Linked DNA regions of Mus musculus: region 2 is linked to region 1. Evidence: chromatin contacts called from public HiChIP or PLAC-seq data. All regions are on one chromosome and are shown on one strand. The core of a region is the stretch at or near the end of the contact, and the rest is flanking DNA. Distances in the headings are between cores, read along the strand shown.

Evidence for each region. HiChIP or PLAC-seq counts read pairs in DNA pulled down with a chosen protein or histone mark.
Region 2: a contact with region 1 is called in an H3K27ac HiChIP or PLAC-seq map of embryonic stem cells, with 6 read pairs. The contact joins two enhancer-like sites. A contact is called at or near these places in 2 of 39 promoter capture datasets (embryonic stem cells and stem cell-derived epiblast-like cells), 2 of 484 Hi-C or Micro-C datasets (both in embryonic stem cells), 3 of 115 datasets of contacts at active chromatin or transcription factors (embryonic stem cells, extraembryonic endoderm stem cells and pancreatic cancer cells) and 3 of 9 other capture datasets (adipose tissue, liver and pancreatic islet).

The regions. Positions count from the first base shown.
Region 1 is chr11:43,582,243-43,589,349 of GRCm38.p6, reverse strand. Ccnjl (cyclin J-like) reads right to left here. Exons shown (of 6, transcript NM_001045530.2): 5 at 6,011-6,170; 6 at 2,351-4,058. The coding sequence ends at 3,635. Among named protein-coding and RNA genes, the nearest start is that of Fabp6, 16 kb to the left of the region's middle. Within about 2 kb of position 2,564, at least 18 of the 459 cell types and tissues checked have an H3K27ac peak or open chromatin away from gene starts, as enhancers often do. A contact at or near this core is called in embryonic stem cells, where this site is marked.
Region 2 is chr11:43,649,464-43,656,570 of GRCm38.p6, reverse strand. No RefSeq gene overlaps it. Among named protein-coding and RNA genes, the nearest start is that of Pwwp2a, 29 kb to the left of the region's middle. Within about 2 kb of position 3,295, at least 68 of the 459 cell types and tissues checked have an H3K27ac peak or open chromatin away from gene starts, as enhancers often do. A contact at or near this core is called in embryonic stem cells, where this site is marked.

The DNA of each region.
Region 1 (7,107 bases), core at 1,315-3,814:
AATTTGTGTGTGATATGCATGTTTCTGCAAGTGTACCCATGCCATGACGTGTGGGAGATCAGAGGGCAACCTTTGGCATTGGTCCTTGCTTGAGACTAGGTCTCTTCTTATTTGCTGCTGTGTAGGCCAGGCATGTGACAAATCTTGTCTCCAACTCCCATCTTTTTGCATCTTTCAGTACTGTATCTAGCACATAAAGATGTGCCCTCAAGTTGTTCACCCTTATAAGGCAAGCACTATACCCACTTCCACTTAGCCATCTTCTCCTGCCTCTTGCTTTCCCTTTCTTCTTTCTCTCTTCGCCCTTTCCACTTTCTGTGGTACTGCAAACTACAACCAGACCTCTGTGCATGGTAGCCAAGTGCTCTGCCACCCAGCCACTGAGCTACATTCTCAGCCCTTGAAAGGTGTCTTAGCTAAGCAGTGTCCTTCTGTATCTGTCTCAGCTACTTGGGAGGCCAAGATGGGAAGGTTAGTTGAATCCAGGTGTTCAAAACCAGCCTGGGCAACAAAGTCTGCCGTTACTGCAAACAAAATGCAATTGTTGTTATAATAAATAGCAGATCATCTTATCTTTGAGGAACTGTATAATAACCACCCATCATTTTAAAGATACTGGCCTTGATGCACATTCTGTTGTTGATCACGAGACCCCAGCAGGCAGGTAAGTGTGGTCACCACCCCCATTTTAATAGGTAGGAAGACAGGTTAGGAGAGGCTTGGCCAATTGTCTCCCAACAGCTACTAACTATAGCTAATTATGCGGTTTCACTCTGTGAAGCTGTGATGCTGTTGTTCAATGAAAAACTAGTCTAGGCATTGCTCTGATGATTTTTTCCCTCCCGGATGTGATTATTTTCTTAGATGTGTGACTTCAAGAGCAGCAGGTGAATGGGGTCCCACTGAGCTAGCTGAAGGCTTTAAGAGCAATGACTAAAGTTTTCCAGAAAAGGAACGCTGCCTCAAGGTTGCAAGAAAGAAATTACCCAAGTTCCTGGCTTGATGGCCAACCCTGCAAAGTTTAGACTTCACCGCTGTGTCATATCAACTGTTACCTGCTGACGTGAAGTCTAAGAATTCTGTGTTGGCCAGCTTCCATGGCTGTGCGCGTCAATTCCTTGCAGCAAATCTATTACTGGTTTGCTTTTGAAGAGCAATGGTGGATGCAGGAGAGCAGGTTGGGAGGTCAAGCCTCACTCATTCTTCTGCCCAGGGAAAGTCAGTTCCTGCTTAGAGGGTAGGACTCAGGTCCAGAGGATGTAAAAGGATCCTCACAGGCTCATGTGTTTGAATACTCGGTCCTCAGCTGGTGGCCTTGTCTTGGGAGGTTGTGGAACCTTTTGTAGTTGGGACCTTGCTGGAGGGAGTAGATCTCTAGGGATCCAGCCTTGACACTGACAGCCTGACTCTACTTCCTGTCCCATTTCTCTTCCTGATCCATGAAGATGTTCCTGCCACGGCTGTCACAAGCTCCCCTTGCCTGCCATGGCTGCTCTGCCACAGTGGACTGCCTTTCAAACCATGAGCAGAAATAAACATTTTATTGGGTCATTCTGTCACAGGCATGAGAAATCTCATAAACCTCTGAATCTCTTTCACCTCTCACCCAAAGGAGACTCCCACTGAGGTAGAGTAGAGAGATGTGGGAAAGGGCTGACTTGCTAAGAGATGTCCAGACAAAGGCAGCAGAGACCAAGAGCAGGTGATGTGTTTATTGCAGGACATCTGGTCCTGAGAATCAGGCTAGTTCTGGGGCCCCAGTGGAGGTACTTCTCTCAAAAGCCCAAGCCCAGGGCAGACAGATACAATAGACTCCAAACCAGTTACACACAAACAGAGAGACTGGTAAAGGAGATGGAGGGGCAGGAGCCGAAACATACACACACACACACACACACACACACACACACACACACACACACACACACATACACACACACACACACACAAATAACAAACGAATGTGCAGGTTCCTATGCTGGTTGAGAAAATGGCAGCTCCTCTTCTGCATCCAGCTCTTTCCTTCCTCTGTTTCCATGAGACATCCATCTGCTCAGAAAAGCCCTATCGCCGTTAAATCTGACTCAGTAGCGTGTGGCCAACCTTCCTGGCCGTCCCTGCTATGGTCTCTTGGATTGGCAAATGAGTCAAAGAGAACCAAGATGGCAGGCAAGGTGTGGTGGATACATCAGAGGCTGAAGCAGGAGGAGCAGGAGTTCAAGGCCAGCTTTGGCTCTGCACTAAGTTTGAGTGTAGCCTTAGCTACATCAGATCGATCTCAAAAAAAAAAAAAAAAAAAAAGTCCCTACCCCCACCAAAAGAAAACAAAAACCAACAGAGACACAATCGTTTCAAAAACTAAATTACAATTTGTTTCTGTGGTCTTTTGCACCTCCCTTCCAATTCTGATGGGTGAACAGCATGTCCCCTGACCAAGAAAAAAACAAACAAACAAAAAAACCCCAAAAACCAAACCAAACCAAAAAACCCAACCACAAGAACATCTTAAGCACAGGCTGTGAGTCATAGTCATAACATATTGCACATGGTGACAGTGTTCCTGAGCCCTCGCACTGCAAATCCCAGACATGGGCTTTTGCTCTAGCAATCTCTTGCCTGTCAACGCTGGTGTCATATACCACGTTAGTCCCTTCCTCCCCACTTTTCTAATATTCCACAGTATGACTACCCTTTAGTATTGGCCAAACTCAAGTCTGGGATCAGTTTAACCTCAGCACTAAAAGCAAGTGGTGGAGGGAAGTAAGGGCCAGTTCAAACCTTTGTCTCCTTCAAACAACATTCCCCCACCAGGGGGCAGTAATCCAAGTCCAATAGGCGAACACTTGCATCCCAGGGGTGGACTCTTGCAAAGTGAGCCTGAGAGGTGGTATCCCTCGCTGTTGTTATCCACCAGTTGGTCCCAAGTTGGATTAATAAAAGATACAGCCTCATGTGGGACAGACAGACAGTGTGGCAATTCAAACTTTTTGCTCCTACAGAATTTTCAAGTATCATAAAAATCCCTGACACGGTATGTAAACAAGATTTTTTTTTTTTTTTTCAGGATAGAAAGCTAGACTGTTCCAGGAAGCAGCAGCATGTGAAATAGCTAGAAGAATGGAAAGATTTGGGGTTCAAAAACAAAGGGCAGGCAAGATAGCCACTTACTGTGCCTTATGGGCTCAGTGCTCAGGCCTAAACACGGGCCATGGGACCCTTGGAGTGGAGCTAGGGAGAGAAAGACACTCAGGATGGATCTTCTAGGGACATAGACAGACGTGTCAGGTGCCCCTTCTTTTTCAGTGGTATGGCTATGAAAAGTAGTCTTTGAGAAGTCCGGATGTATGCAGTCCTCACTGTCCAAGTCTGATATGCTCCATCGGATCCGCAGTTCAGGGGAAAGGTCACAGAGCCATGTCTTTGTCCTCCAGGCATACACGGAAGGATTTCCCAGAGAGATGCTGTTGGGCGTATCCCTGGATGTTTTGTTCTGTTGATTTGTTTTTAAAAAGAGCAAAGACCCTCTCTACTTAAAGGTACTAGGTTCTCTGTCCCACCTGGATGAGCTCTCCTCTTAGGTATTTACTTCCTTTGTCTGGATCTTTCAGGATTCTCCCTGTGGTCCAAGTGTGGCCTAGCTGTCGAAACAGCCTGCAGGGAACATATGGCTGCCGCTGAAGTAGCTGCTTCCGTAGGAGGCCGTAAGGCAGTGCCTGGGTTCAGCTGCTATGGCCATCTGCATGCTAAGGGATGCAGGGACGGGCACAGGACACATATCCAAGGGCTGGAGGGTTGGGTATGGCGTGTGGAGGGATGGACCAGTGTCTCCTGAGAGCAGGCCCCCTGAACGGTGGGCCTGCAACGAGTCCCGATATGCCAAGCACAAGTCCTGCGCTGGACTCTGGAACTGGGCTAGAGTTGTTGGCGGTGGCTGGCTGAGAGTCGGGTAGGTGGGCGGTTGGAACAGCACTTGGGCGGGAGCTGATGATGAGCCCGGCACCATGGCCAGCGTCTGGCTCTTGACTGCAACGGCATCCTTGAGGACATTGTCATAGGCTCTGAAAGGAAAAGGCTCAAGTGAGTTTTGGAGATGCAAGGCCACTAGGCACCTGCTTACCTTCCTCGGTAAGTGGGACAGTGCCACACCACTCAACGATGACACATTATAACACAGCCACGGCTATCGACTTACTAGACTCAGGCCTCAGGTCTCAGCTTGCAGCTGTTTCTGTCCCCAAACCTCTCTGATCCTGTGCAAGAGTAGGCAAACTTGTCCCCGCAGCTCCTGAACCTCCTCCACACCTTGGCTGTTAAAGCCCCAGCAGGTAATTTGGGTCCCACTTGCTTCTGTTCACTCAGCACCCCAGCACTTGGCAGAGACCCTCCCCTCTGCTACTTTCTAGGTTCTTCAGGGCCCGCTCTATCCCCATCTGGGAGAATCTCTAGCAGCTACAAAGCAAACTGCCCCCTGGGGTTTGGAAGCAAGCAATGACAAGCAACACGAGCCTGGGGACTGATACTGGAGTAGCCATCATCGGTCAAAACAGGTTGTGTACTGACTTGGGGACGTTTTTGTTTGTTTGTTTGTTTGTTTGTTTTGAGACGTTTCTCTGTGTAGCCCTGGCTGTTCTGGAACTTGGTTGGCCTCAAACTCAGAGATCTGCCTGCCTCTGCCTCCCCAATGCTGACATTAAAGATGTGCACGCCCATCACCTGGCTTGACTTGGGGACTCTAAAAGTATACAATTGAAGACTCAGTCTAGGGAGCAGGGCTAACATCTTAGAGTGGGTCTCCGATATCACAGCAAAACTGCTGGCATTCGGATGTTGAGAGGTGGCTCTTTGGGGACTGAAAGTCTTCTGCTTCTGCTACCCAGACCCAGTCACTCAGGCCTGCATAGAGGTAGTCACTACCTGCTGGTGGAAGAGGGAGGTAACTGCTCAAGGGCTATTCAGATCTCTCTGCACTCCTCTTGGTAGCCATTATTGGTCTCTTTGGCTGCCAATCTCTATTTCACAGTGTTAGATCTAAAATTACCCACTGACCCCTTAAAAGAGGCTGTGATCTCTTAGCTGAAGCCACTTTGGACCTGGTTGGCTAAGTGGTCACTTTTGCAGCTTGCCTGAGAAAAGGAACTTATGAGAGAATGAATTCGCAAAATCACACTGGGACTTACATCAGTCAACCCAGATAGGATGGAGTTCAGTTGATAGAGTACTTGCCTAGCACGCATGAAGCTGAGTTTGACCCTTAGCAGTAAATCAACTGAGCATGGTGGCACACACCTGTAACATCAGCACTCAGGATGGAGGGGCAGAAAGATCGGATGTTCAAGGATAGCCCACTAGCTACATAGTGAGACTGAGTTACCCTGGGCTATGTGATACCCTGTCTCAATAGCAAAATACAACAATAGGATGAGTGTAGACATGAATATAGGAGCAGGTGCCCCCAGCCCTGTTCCTCTTTTCCCTCTCTCTCCAATCTTAAAAATGCAAAGAGAAACAACCAACTCTCAAAGCCCCATTCTTAGTTCTTTGTTTTTCCAAGACAGGGTTTCTCTGTGTAGCCCTGGTTGTCCTGGAACTCACTCTGTAGACCAGGCTGGCCTCGAACTCAGAAATCTGCCTGCCTCTGCCTCCGAAGTGCTGGGATTAAAGGCTTGTGCCACCACTGCCTGCATTCTTAGTTTTCTTTTTCTTTTCTTTTCTTTTTTTTTTTTTTGAGACAGTTTCATATTTCTCCTAAGCTGACCTCCAGTTTTCAATCCTCTGGCTTCAGTTTCCCAAGTGTTAAGGTTATAGTTGCATGCCGCCATACCCGCTTTCCAAATACCACTTCTGTCAGGGGTCACTCTGCTCATTTTGCCTGCAACACCTTATCTGGGGGAACTACTATCTGTCCCAGACTCAGAAAATCCCCACCCTAAAGTTAGTTCCACTCCCCCCCCCCCCCCAGCAAATAGAAGGTCAATATTTCAGAAATGTAGCCAATCAGGAGAGGACTTACACCAGCAGGATTTCGATACACGTGCTGAGATGCTCTAGGGAGTAGCTCGAGACCCTCTGCAAGTCTCTGGTCCAGTAGGGAGACAGCTGAAGGCAGATCCTGGAGGCCCCAACACAGGCTGCAGCAACCACGGAAGGCTGGAATTTGTAAAATATATGATCTGAAAGAAAATTCAGAAGGCATTAGTGCTGGAAAGTTGCCCCATTGAGTCTCTTGACTGGTCTGCCGAACAGCAGACAAATGAATCTGCTCAAGGGCTATGTAGTGTTAGCTTTTTACAAATGGGATAAGAAACTAGAAAAGATCAGGTGCCATTGTTTGGGCTTAAAGTTTTGGGATTCAGTTTGTGGCTTAGAGGGACAATTTTTTTTAAAACCTTGTCTATACTCCCAGAAAGGAAGTGTAGAGGGACAATTTTTTAAAACCTTGTCTACACTCCCAGAAAGCTTTAAGATGCTTGCTGACAGGCTATAAAAAGAATCATAAAAATCTTTCTTTCTCTTTTTTTGGTTATTATTGATGGACAGAGTCTGGCCAATGGCTGCTTGCACAGAAACAATGTCTGGTTCTCAGAAAGCACCAGAAATCTGATGAAAAAAAATGAATGGCTATATGAGCCTGATATTAATAAATTTATCTAGGCTTACAAAGTAATATTAAAGATATTTAAATCACATTTATTTATATTACTAGCAGGCACATGAAGTGTGTAAGATATTTGTACATGTGGCAGTCAGAGGACAACTTGCTAGAGTTAATTTTTTCCTTCTACCAAGTGGGATTCAGGGATCGAATTCAGCTCCATCTTCAGCTGAGTAATCTCACTGGCCCCAGAAATGTTCCGTTTTCTCTCTCTTTCTTTCTTTCTTTCTTTCTTTCTTTCTTTCTTGTTTATGTTTTGTTTTTGTTTGTTTTGTTTTGTTTTGTTTCAAGACAGGGTTTCTCTGTATAGCCCTGGCTGTCCTGGAACTCACTTTGTAGACCAGGCTGGCCTCGAACTCAGAAATCCTCCTGCCTCTGCTTCCAGAGTGCTGGGATTAAAGGTGTGCGCCACCACGCCCAGCTTAAGACCTCTGAAGATAGGTTAACAGGTACAG
Region 2 (7,107 bases), core at 2,046-4,545, 66 kb before region 1:
CCGGTACTGCTTGCTCATCACTGGCCCTTTTGAAGCGTCCTAGGAGCTGCTCCCGTGTCAGGGGTTCCAGAGTAGACTCACAGTCTTCCCAGCAAGACAAACGTTCCAGAAGGCCACTGTGCTTAACCAGCTGTGACTTCCCCCTCTAATTTCCCCAGTTGGTCTCCATTTGACACCCACAGGCACAGCAAGCTGTTTAGACTAGGCATATTGTTTTCTGGTAGCAGGGCTGTAGCTGGCTGTGTCTCAGTATAGGTGCCAGGACCATTTTGGGAAAACTCTTATTTATTATCTCCCTAGGCCCTAAATGTCAAATGAAGGGCTCAAGCACAGATATGGAGTTCAAGACAAGGATTGCATGAAGGATATTTATTTACTAGAGATGCTTTCAGGATCAGTAGCTCTGGGATGAGCCTGGTGTAGCACATGTCTGAAATCCCTGCCTGTGGCAGGTGGAGGCAGGAGAATCGGGAGACATCCTTAGCTAGTCTGAGCTACAGGAGACCCTATGTCAATACAAAGCCAATCTCAACAAAGCAGCTCTAGGAAGGAAAGGAAACAATACTGAGCAGAGGGAAAAGTTGAATTTCAGTGTAATTGGTTTTTGTTTTGGTTTTGGTTTGGTTTGGTTTTGGTTTTTTGAGATAGTGTTTCTCTGTATAGCTCTGGCTGTCCTGGAACTCACTCTGTAGACCAGGCTGGCCTCGAACTCAGAAATCCACCTGTCTCTGCCTCCCAAGTCCTGGAATTAAAGGCATGTGCCACCACCACCTGGCTTCAGTGTAATTGTAAGAAGGTCCATAGGAAACTGTCTTAGTTAGGGTTTCTATTGTGAAGAGACACCATGACCATGACAACTCTTATAAAGGAAAGCGTTTCTGGGGCGCTGAAACAAAGTTTCAGAGGTTTAGTCTATTATCATCATGGCAAGAAGCAGGGCAGCATGCAGGCAGACATGGTGCTAGAGAGGTAATTCAGAGGTCTACATCTGGGTAGGCAGGCATCAGGAAGAGCAAGTGAGCCATTAGGCCTGGTTTGAGCTTCTGAGACCTCAGTGACACACTTCCTCTAACAAGGCCATACCTACTCTATCAAGGGCACACACACCTCTTAACAGTGCCCCTCCCTATGAGCCCATGGAGAGGGGGAGGCTTTTTTTTTTTCTTCTTCCGAACCACCTATGCTGACTTTTCTCCAGTTGAAGAGCTTCCCGTGGGCCAGCTCTGTTCAGTTAAGAGCAAATCCTACAGAGAGGGACTCAGTTGAGCTTCCCTCCACAGAGCTTCCAACAGCTGTAGGGGTAATGCCTCGGTCTAGGAGCTAGCTGCATTCCCCACGAGCTACTGCTTAGGTGAGCACCGCTTACTGATCAACTATAGCATTGTCTCTCCCAGCCAGGTAGTCTTCACAGTTTTCCTTGAGACTGTTCTGCTTGCTCTTAGAAACACTCCATAGGTAGTCCAAGCTGTCCTCCAACTCACGATCAGTGTACAGTCACAGGCATGATACCACATGTCCAGCGGGATACCCCACAGTGCACAGAGCAGCCCTGTGTGACATTCAGTTGTCCACAGTGACAGGATAGAGAATCCCTGGGCAGAGCCTAGGGATCTGTAAGTCTCAAGCTTCAGTCTGACCATCATGGAGAGACAAAGGCAGTAGGAACAGGTGAACCATTTTATACGTGTCCTTGAGGCCTTCGGCGGACACTGAAAAGTCTCGGTCAAATCAGCGGCAGGATTGCTAAGTGTGTAAAAGGCTGGAAGGGCACTAGATCTGCCTGAGAGGCCTTTGGTGGAGCAATTGATGGATGTAGCCTTGGGATTTGAGAGCTGTGTGGCAGCTCCAGGGCTCAGTGGTCAGCTGTGGTGGACCAGGGAAGCACCTGCCACAGCTATGATTGAATGCAGCGTATAATACTGCCCAGTGTATTTCTTCTCTCCTGCTAGACTGTAAATTCTGAAAGGACAGATAAGCTGCCTCGCTTCCCAGCCCAGCTTCTTGCTTCATTCAGACCCTAAGCCCACAACACTCCAGAGTGTATATAAATGGTCTGGGCTTTAGGATGTCCCTCTTCAATTTTGCACTGATATGTAAACCAGAGAGGAAAGCCAGGCACCATGGTAAGGGCCTGTAATTCCAGCACTTGGGAGGTAGAAGAAAGAGGACCAGGAGTTCAAGGTTAGCAGGCTGTTGCATGCTTGAGATTTCTATAATCTACTTGGAAGGCTGAGACTGGAGGATCTTAAGTTTTAGGGCAGCCTGGGGTACATGAGACCCTGTCTCAAAACAAGTAATAAAAACCAGATACCTACAAGAGGCAACATCACAAGGCAGACAGCATGGTAAGCCACCGGTAGCTGACTGTACAGTGATAAGTACACCTAATGCCACTGAATTTAAAATGGTTAAAACGAGCCAGGCCTAGTGGATCCCAACTACTAGGGCTACTGGGTCAGGAGGATATAAAGTTCAAGGCCTGCCTGGAGTACAGAGTGAGTTCAAGGCTAGCCTGGGCAACTTAGTGAGACCCTATGTCAAAATAAAAAGGGAGGGAGGGGTTGGGGAGATGGTGCAGCGAGTAAGCAGCCGCCCTGCAAGCATGAGTTCAAATGTGAGGTTGGAATCCCCAGCGATCATGTGAAACCAGGCTGAGAGGGAAAGAAAGGGAAGTAGAGACAGGATTACACAGAAGCTCTAGTGTAGAGTCCACTACTACAGGCTACCCAGCCCAGCATCATAAATAAGTGAGACTCTGCCTCGGCAAGGTGGAACACACACACACACACACACACACACACACACGGAAATAAAGTGAAAAAGAAGGCTGGAGAGGTGGCTTATGGGAAAGCACAGGGCTAACAATCACAAGGTCCTGGGGTCAATCCCTAGCACCATGCAAAAGAAAACGGTGAATTTTCATATCCCATACACCTTGCCACGGTACAAAATAAGTTTAAATGGGATCAGTTTACAAAGCCTCTTAGCACAGAGTCAAGTAATCATCAATATCAATTTTTCTCGGGGTGTGCTCAGTGGAGAACACTCTAGAAAAGTCTAATCTGATAAACCAAGAGCTAAGGGAGCAGCAGAAGCGAGTGGGGTTGTACGTGGTTTGGGTCAAGGGCTGCCCCACCCCGGAGGCAGTATGGGGCGGTCCTATGAGCCTGAAACATCTGCCCAGTTTGTGCACCCTGAGTGCCAGACTGACCCCGCCCGCCCACCTGGCTCAGTCTAATCAGCAGCCCAAGGACCCGCCCTTTGTTTAACCGAGGGGAAAGACTCCGAGGGATTTGCAGTTGGTATCTTGCTATTGACCTATTCCGCAGCTGCTAAACCACAGCTGTGCTTTGTTTGAACCCTGCAGGGCAGACAGAAAACGCAGTGAGCCAGGGCTCAGGCCTTAATTAGTGTTTTCTTCCTCTGTACAGACAAAAGAGCCCAGCTCCTGAGCTCAGAGGCGTCCGGGGCCATGTACACGCTCTCTACATGTTTGATTTTATAAGAATGACCTTTAGGAATCCCTTAGTCCAACCTGTTCGTTTCACAAGGAAGACAACACGAAACGCTGAGAAACAGGAACCCGCATAGTCCCAGTGGGCCGAGCGCCGGTACTGTGTTTGCTTAGGTTGTCTAACCTGGGAAACCTCCATCCCCCGGCAAAAATAAGAATGCCTTCCTTTTAGGGATCTGCTGGTGAATGAGGGCCCATGAAGTTCTGGTCTGTTTGGGTTTTTTGTTTGTTTTGAGACTGGGTTTCTCTGTGTAGCCCTGGCTTGTCCTGGAACTCACTTTGTAGAGCAGGCTGGCCTCGAACTCAGAAATCCCACCTGCCTCTGCCTCTGCCTCTGCCTCCCAAGTGCTGGTATTAAAGGCGTGCGCCGCCACCGCCCGGCTGGTCTGTTTGTTTTTGAGACAGGATGTTGTTATACAGCAGCCTCTCTTTACAACGAGTCCAGCCCTAGTGAAGTTTCAAGAGGAATATTTGCCGGGAGTTTCATAGAGAAAGCATCTAAGCTACCTGAACACTGATCCTTCAGTGAAGCTGGGAAGTGTGTATTTGGATAACCCGCACCTAGAAGCTGCGTTTGCTTAAAAAGCTCCGACTTCTCACCTGGGTGGGAGAGATGGAGCCTGATGGCGCACACCTTTAACCCCAGCACTGGGGAAACAGAGGCAGGTTCATCTCTTAGTTCGAGACCAGGCTGGTCTACAGGGCAAGTTTCTGGATAGCCAGGGCTACACAGAGAAACCCTGTCACAGGGAAACAAAAAGCACGGCCTCCTCCTTCTTTCAACATTCGTCTCCCTTGTTTTGGATTGATAACTGACAAGTTATTTCCCACACATAAGATACATCATTTTAAAAATGTTTTCATTAGCCAAGCATAGTGGCCTGTAACTTTATTTTTTTTCAAATCCTATTTTTAATGATGGTTCTTAAACATTTTAACTTTCTTTGTAACCCACCACCCATCAGAAGTAGTGGAAAAGAAAGGATGGGGGGGGGGTAAACACCTGTTTAGAATTCTTTGGAGCAACTCCTGTCTGTGTTGTCTGGAAATCGGCAGTTCAGTTCACAGGTTAGAGGCAGCAGCAGCAGTTTGATCCACTTGCAAAATACCTTACAGATACACCAGCAGTCCAGTTCAGTAGAGTCGGGTTAGCAACAGTGGTGACAGCAGAGATAGCCAGGCCTCAGCCTGGGCTCAAGTCAGCAGGAGGGACCAACAGGAACACCAGGAGTTCTCAGCTGTGCCTCTTTCAGGGAAGCAAAGAGCAGAGAAGACCCACAAGCCTCACACAGCTAGCTATACTAGCAAGCCAAGCTCTGTCTCCATCCAAACAGGACGTGTCCTCCACACGCCTTGCCTCAGCACAGGTCTTACCTCAGCGCACGCATCTGAGCAGACTGAGGATCAAGAAACTGTGGCACACCCACAGAAGTTTTTTGGTGCATTTCTCTCTATGGTGTCCCCAACAAATGCAGCTCAACTATGCAATGTAAGGTGAGCCAATACTTGCATGTTGTTAGCAAAGAGTCCTTCATTATGTTTCCTTTCACATGCTTGCTTTAGCAGAACATCTTCCTTCCTGTGTCTGCTTCAGCAAAAGGTGCCTTCGTGAGTCTGCCATAGCCTTTCACACCTGTGTCCACTTGTCCATTCCTTCACGCGTTTGCCCCAACAAAACACCATCTGACCAACTTTCCAAAGAACCCTCAAGTTTCCACTTCAGTGGCCCGTGTCTTTAATCCCAGAGATAAGAAGACAGAGTCAAGTAAATGGCTCTCTATGAGTTCAAAGCCAGCCTGGTTTATGTAGGGAGTTTCAGACCTCTCAAAACACGTTTCTATTAATTTATCAGTTACACATAATACAGAGCTTCAATTTGATATTTTAATATATGTATATCTGTATTTAAAATATTTTCAATTGCTTTTTTTGGAAGACAGGGTCTCTTTCTGTTTAGTTTTATTTTGAGACAGAGTCTTTCTCTGTAGCCTTGGCTAGCCTCGAACTCACTAAGTTGATCAGCCTGGCCTTGAATTCATAGAAATCCACTGTCTGCCTCCTGAATGCTGGGACTAAAGGTGTGTGCCACCACATCTGACTTACCTGCACTTATTTACTTATCTGTGTGCCTCACATGGAGGGGCAGGGACAGCTTACAGGAGCTGTTTAACTATTCACATGGGTGTAGAAGATGATGGAACTCAACTCATCAGGCTTGGGGGTAAGGGACCACCAATATCTGACTGACCCAATATTGTATTTGATCTTATTCACCGACTAACCTTTCTTGTTCCTTCCCACTGCCAATCCCCTTCTTCTTTACAACCATCCCTCTCTCTAAATCCGTGTCTGTCTTAGTCAGGGTTTCTATTGCTGTGATGAAACACCATGGTCAAAAAGCAAGTTGGGGAGGAAACGGTTTATTTGGCTTATTCTTCCATATTGCTGTTTATCATTGGAGGTCAGGACAGGAGCTCAAACAGGGCAGGAACTCGGAGGGAGGAGCTGATGCACAAGCCATGGAAGGGTACTGCTTACTGGTGTGCTTCTCCTGGCTTGCTCAGCCTACTTTCTTTTTGGGTTTTTTTTGTTTGTTTGTTTGTGTTTGTTTGTTTGTTTGTTTTTTCGAGACAGGGTTTCTCTGTGTAGCTCTGGCTGTCCTAGAACTCACTTTGTAGACCAGGCTGGCCTCGAACTCAGAAATCTGCCTGCCTATGCCTCCCAAGTGCTGGGATTAGATTAAGGGCATGCGCCACCACCGCCCGGAGCCAGGACCACTATCCCAGGGATGGTACCACCCACAATGGTACCTCATCAATCACTAATTTTAAACAATGCCTTACAGCTTGATTGTATGGAGGCATCTTCTCAAGTTATCCTTTCAGACAACTCTAGCTTGTGTGCCAGGTTGACATAAGACCAGCCAGCACAATGTCTTTTCTGTGAGTATGTGACCCAGAGAGTTTCACTGGATTGCTTACAAGAGTATGGACATCTCACCCAGTGGCTACCCAGAGCTAAATGACTCGCTCTGCCAGCCATCTCTAACTACTCACAGATCCTTACGCAGGGGTTACGTCCTCATAAGTCCCTCCCTCTTCCGCGGCAGGTCGTTGATGGTTCCAGTCTTGTGCAGATCTTCTGTAGCTAGCTAATCATAGCTGCTTGAGTTCCAAAATGCCATATCTCAGGGCTTGAAAGATGGCCTCTAATATTCAGGGATTCATCTGCCTCTACCTCCCGAGTGCTAGGATTAAAGGTTTGCATCATAGCCGGGTGTAGTGACGCATGCCTTTAATCCCAGCACTCGGGAGGCCGAGGCAGGCGGATTTCTGAGTTCGAGGCCAGCCTGGTCTACAAAGTGAGTTCCAGGACAGCCAGGGCTATACAGAGAAACCCTGTCTCAGAAAAAAAAAGAAAAAAAAAAAAAAAAAAGGTTTGTATACCTGGCTACGTTTTTGAAAACTATACCGTTTTGTTTTTGTTTTTTACTTTTCATAATGTTTTATTGATGATTTGGGAATGTCACATCATGAACTCTGGTCACCTTCACTTTCAAGTCCTCCCATGTTTGCTCCATTACCCTTGCGATG